Regions from separate parts of the Oryctolagus cuniculus genome. Here region 2 is linked to region 1. Evidence: chromatin contacts called from public Micro-C data. All regions are on one chromosome and are shown on one strand. The core of a region is the stretch at or near the end of the contact, and the rest is flanking DNA. Distances in the headings are between cores, read along the strand shown. Region 1 holds the start of REEP4 (receptor accessory protein 4). Region 2 has its middle 9.2 kb from the start of FGF17.

Region 1 (2,700 bases), core at 198-2,697:
TGGTCTCAGTCTGACCTGGCCACGGCTGTAGCAGGCATCCGGGGAGTGAATCTGCAGATGGAAGATATCTCTCCATTTCTCTGGCTTTCAAATACAATGAAAATGATTTTTTAAAAAAACTAAAATACAAAAGTTCATGGAGAATGGAGTCACACGCTAACACAGTGGGCATTTGGCTTGGCTATTAAGATGCCGATTGGGACATCCCAGTCCACACCACAGCACCTGGGCTAGCTCTGCCTCCTGGACGCAGCAGGTGACTGTTCCAGTAACTGGGTTCCTGGCCCACAGGGAGACCTGGGTTGAATTTCCAGGTTGCAGGTGCAGCCCTGGCCATTGTGGGCATTTGAGGAGTGAACCACCAGAGGGCAGCTCTCCTCCTCCGCTGGGTATTTTCCAGGAGCTTTACGAACACCATGCCTACACCTTCCCCCAGGGAATGTTTCGGTCCACGTCCCCCAGCTCTGGGGCTCCCTCAGCCCCTACTGCTGAGCCGTCAGGGCTGGCAGCAGCAATGAACTCCACAGGGTGAACTTTGTACAAACCCCTGTTGCTCACTGGCTGGGGCACCTCCTAATGGAAAGATTTCTTTTAAAAAGATGTGCTGTATTGATTTGAAAAGCAGAGTGACAGAGAGAGGAGAGAATCTTCCATCTGCTGGCTCACTCTCCAAATGGCCAAGCGTGGGGGACGGGGAGCTCGGGCCAGGCTGAAGCCAGGTTCCAGGTCTCCCACGTGGATGCAGGGACCCAAGCGCTTGGGCCATCTCTCGCTGGTGCATTAGCAGGGAGCTGGATTGGAAGCGGCTTCCAAGCGGATTGAATTGAGCAGCCAGGACTCAAAACGGGGCGGGATCGGTGGCTTAACCGGCTTCGCCACATGCCAGGCCTACGCACCCCACAACTGGCGCGCGCGCGCTCCCAGCTACTGCTTACCTCCCAGGGTACTGACTGGGCAGGCCTGGGGGAGAAGGTGTGGGGGAGCTGGGGGCTCACCGCCACTCTCTGGAATCACCAGTCAGCCCGAGGGTGGCAGGAGGGAACCCCCAAATCGCCTTGAGTCCCTCGGCTTCGCCCCTTCCCCTCGGTCAGCCCAGCACCCTGGGGTGGTAATGGACACTCAGAGGAGCCTTCTCCCAGCAGGTGCCCGAGGGTCCCGGGGAGAGCCCCCGCCCTCCTCAGACGCCGATTCCGTCTTATTTTACAGGGGAGGGGAACGAGGCGAGAGGGAAACACGCGGAGAGAAGCCGGCCCGCCACCGCACTTCTTCCCGCCCGACTGCCGGCCGTCCTCGGCGGCTTCCGCCCCCTGCACCTGTCCTCCCAGGCAGGAGTCGCCCCGAGGCGCGCGGCCCCTTTAAGGGGCGGGCCTCGCGCCGGAGCAAGCCCCGCCCCTCGAGGCCGCACTGCGCCTGCGCCGCCCGCCGGCGCGCTGGGGTTGGGCAGCGCCCAGCGCCGAGCAACTTTCAAGTGAGTCGCAGACTCCGCCCCCGCAGGCCGGAGCCGGTGGCCGGTGGCCGGCGCGGTGGGACCGCGGCGACCCGCAGGCGCGCAGGCTGCGACGTGCCGGCCCCGGGCCGGACTCCCCGCCGCCGGCGACCCCGCACCTGCGCTGACCGGCGCGGCCCCCACGTGGGCGTGTTCCCGGGGCGCTGCCCTCCCCTCCAGCATGGTGTCCTGGATGATCTGCCGCCTGGTGGTGTGAGTACGGCCGCCTGAAGACACCCCCCCCCCACCGCGTCCCCAGGCGCCGCCCGGGGTGTGGTGGGCCGGGGGCCTGGTGGTGGGTCGGGGGCCCTGCGCGCCTCCCCCCTGCACCGCGAGGGGAACGGAGCTGCGGGCAGCCCGCGCACGCTCGGCCCCCTCCCCTGCCCTCCTGGGCTGCTGGCGACCCCTCCCCCCCGGCCCTGCAGACAGGTGCGTGGGCCGGGGGCCCTGCGCTCCTCCCCCCTACACCGCGAGGGGAATGGACTTTGGGCCCTCTCCTGGGCTGCTGGCGACCCCTTCCCCCAAGCCCTGCAAGCAGGTGTGTGGGCTGAGGGCTGCAGGCGGGCACTGCCCCTTGGCGAACGCCCGGTGATATGGCACGTTGTGGGCTGGGCGGGGGAAGCCAGGTGCCTGCCTCCCAGGTGAGCGAGTCACGTGACTCAGCCTCCTGGCTCTGTGCTGCCCGTGCATCCCTGGCTGGTGGCCCTGGGCCCGCTCACATGGCCGTGGGAGCCTGTTGGGTGGCTGTGTCCTGGCTCCGTCGTGCACCCATGGGCCACCGGTGCAGGCCCGGGCAGGCCGGGGCTGTTTGTAAACAGCGGGGTGGGGAGGTGGCCTCCAGGACACTGACTCAGGCACCTCGGGTTGTGCAAGCCAAGCGGGAAAAACAGGGCCGGCGCTGGCACCCGGCACCCCCTCCAAGCAGGGCAGGGTGGGGCCCCTCACCCACCCTGTGCCTCTTCTTCCAGGCTGGTGTTTGGGATGCTGTACCCTGCCTATGCGTCCTACAAAGCCGTGAAGACCAAGAACATTCGTGAATATGTGAGTGGGGCAGGGGCTGAGCTGGCTGCCCCTCCTCCGGGGCGGGGGACAATGACCCAAGTGCACCTGCAGAGACCAGGCCCGGCCACATGGCCGTGGTGCAGGGGAGAGGGTGCCACCCACCGCGGGGCTCCCGTGGGCAAGGTGTGTGAAGGCTGAGCTGGTCGCCCCTC
Region 2 (2,700 bases), core at 171-2,670, 69 kb after region 1:
GGAGAGAACTCCAACACACAGCCACCCACAGGTGGGGAACCTCAGGTGCCTGACAGCAGGCACTGAGCCGAGACTGACAGGTGTCTGTGGCCCAGAGACACAGCTGCAGAACTCACGCACACGGGTGCACATGGGTGCACACGGGAGACTCCACCACCATGTTGCCAGCTCACACCCCTACTCTCCCCCCAGTGAGGCGCCCACACAGTCACACACGGAGCTGCAAGGAGGCCCACATGCACCCACAGGACTCCCCATCCCCCACCGAGCAGCCAGCTCCAGCCCTCACAGCTCAACAGCCCTGCTGCTGGCTCTGCTCCCCTGACTCATACAGCCTAGGAACCAGGCTCCCGGGAGGGCAGCACCAGCTGCACCGGCCCAGCAAGGCCAGAGCTAGGAACAGGGAGCCCCAGGGCGCCCCAGGGCCCGAGTGCCGGCTCAGCCCCAACCCCTGGAGCAGGGCAGTAGCCAGCACTGGGAGGTGCAGCCTCATTCTTCCCTGGGCTCCTCAATGACTCCCAAGCAACAGCGTGGAGCCCCCAGGGGACCCCCCCACATGCACACCCGGCAGCCTCCAGGATCTGGACTGGTGGGAGGGGAGGCAGGCAGAGGCCTCCTCTTCCCTGTATTCAGCTAAACGAAGCAGCTCCCAGGTGATCCCAGCGCCACATCCCTTCCCTCTCCAAACCACAGGGAGGGAGGTCTGATCAGACAAACCCAGAACGAGGCAGGGGCCCCAGCGGCTCCCCTGGCTGGGAGAACCGTGCATCACCCTAAGCCCTGCTCCCAGGCAGGTATTACAGCCCCCAGCGCCCACAGAGCTGAAGCCTGGCCGAGACCCCGTGCCACCTACCTCTTCCCAGCCCCCGCGGCCCAGGCACCCCGAGGCCCCAGGGGTGCGGGCCGGCCCCCGGCGGTCGCGGCTTTCCTCCGGAACCCAGGCACCCCGCGGCTCTTCCAGGAACCCAGCCGCGCTTCCCCGGAGCGCAAACAACAGGATGAGCGCGGGCTCGGGTGGGTGGGGTGGGAGCTGTGTAGGAGGGAGCTGGTCGCGGCTGAGCGCTCCGATCTCGCCGGGACCCGCGCTCTCCCGCACCGCCCCACCTCCCGCCAGGCGCGTGCGGCGGCGGCGGCGGCCGCGGCCGAGGGCGTGGGTTGTGGTGCGCGAGCTCGTCCCCCGCGCCGGCTCGGCTGCGGCGCGATCCGCTTCAGACAAGGGGAGCATTAGCCCGGCGTCATGACGAAGCACAATCGGCCGCCGCCGCCCGCGATCCCGCACGCACACAGCCTCGCAGGCGGCAGCGGAGGCCGAGGGGCGGGTGTGGGGGCCTCACTGATAACCAGGGGCGACCCCAGCCATCATGCCCACCAGCAGCAACAGAGCCTCGGGGGCCCCTGCCTCCGGGGGCGTCGTGGGGGTGTAGGCTTAGCCAGGTGCCAGCTTAGCCTCCCCCTGAGGCACCCGCTGCTCAGGCAGGCCTGGAGACTGGGCCGGCCTTTGGGTAACCCGAGTCCCCTGGGAACGGCGATAGGGCGCAGGGGAGACAGTGAGAAGGACCCCACTTCTCCCCAGGGCGCCTTCGTGAAAGGGGAGCTGCCTGCCAGGTGACCCCCAGGCCTCAGCGCTTAGGAACGTGACTTTTCCGGTTTTGGCAAAGCCTCAACCACCCCAAGCCCTAGGCGGGGGAGGAGGGGGGGTCACAGGGCTGGCCGCTGACCTCGGCCGCCTGCCCGCCTGCCCGCCTGCCCGCCTGCCTGCAGACTTGCCTACCTAGGCAGCCTGGCCGTCGCCCTGGCAACCACTGACCACAGCCGGTCAGCTGATGCTATCAGCTGTTGATGGGGGAATCTAGAATCTGGGGAGGGGGGCCTGGGGACCGAAGGGGACAGGTGAGTGCCCTCGGTGGCCCCTTCCCCAAGGAGGAGGAGCAGACGTGTCGTGGGGTGGGGGAGGCAGCAGGCAGCCTGCAACCTCCAGGGCGGGTTCCGGAACGCAGGAGCGATGGAGACTGAGAACGGGGACGAAGAAGCGGGGCTCCCTGGCCAGGGGTACAGAACCACGGAACCTCGAAGAGCTAGGCAGGCGAGCGCTGGGCGGGGGGTGGCGGTTGCTGGGGGAGGGGCTCCCCCGCCTTTTCCCCTAACCAGGCTGGCTCTGCCCAGCCTCTCTAGGTCGTCAGCTGCACCCTGCTGGCCTGCCATCAGGTCTGGGAGAGAGAAGAGGCCCCAGCCCCACTGCAGCCCCGGATGGTCTCCCTCCGTGCCTCTGGGGGAGGAGCGCCAGGGGCTTGCACACTCTGGCCCTGTACGGCCCCTGCTTTCCCCACCACCTCGCTTACCCAGAGCCCCACCCCACCCCCAGCCCCACCCCGGGAGATGTGTCTTCCGGTGCAGGGGTCCCCAGAGGCAGGCTGGAATGAGCTGGCAATGGGAAAGACAGCTCGGCGAGGGGACTGGAACGAGGTGGGTCATGAGCCCCGGGTGGGGAGGACCCATGGGAGAGGGGCAGGATTCCCGGTACCTTCAGGGGCCTGGGGCGTGGGGCAGGCGCGCAGCAGCCTCCTCGCAGACATACATCCCCTGGCGCATCTCCTCTCCGCCTCCCGCCTCCCGTTGCCAAGACAACCTGCCCGGGCTTGGCGGCAGGGGCGGGGACCGGGAGGAAGAGGAAGCTGTGCTCCCACGGCCTGTCCCCCGGTG

What was found. Hi-C and Micro-C count contacts between places; a contact is called where the count stands out from the background.
Region 2: a contact with region 1 is called in a Micro-C map of ear pinna, with 7 times the contacts expected there. The contact joins the enhancer-like site here to the promoter of REEP4 in region 1. A contact is called at or near these places in 2 of 6 Hi-C or Micro-C datasets (ear pinna and an unstated tissue).

What each region holds. Positions count from the first base shown.
Region 1 is chr8:1,166,939-1,169,638 of mOryCun1.1, forward strand. It overlaps REEP4 (receptor accessory protein 4), which reads left to right and starts at 1,448. Exons shown (of 8, transcript XM_051836762.2): 1 at 1,448-1,699; 2 at 2,455-2,527. The coding sequence starts at 1,668.
Region 2 is chr8:1,236,136-1,238,835 of mOryCun1.1, forward strand. No RefSeq gene overlaps it. Among named protein-coding and RNA genes, the nearest start is that of FGF17, 9.2 kb to the right of the region's middle. Within about 2 kb of position 1,421, at least 4 of the 8 cell types and tissues checked have an H3K27ac peak or open chromatin away from gene starts, as enhancers often do. A contact at or near this core is called in ear pinna, where this site is marked.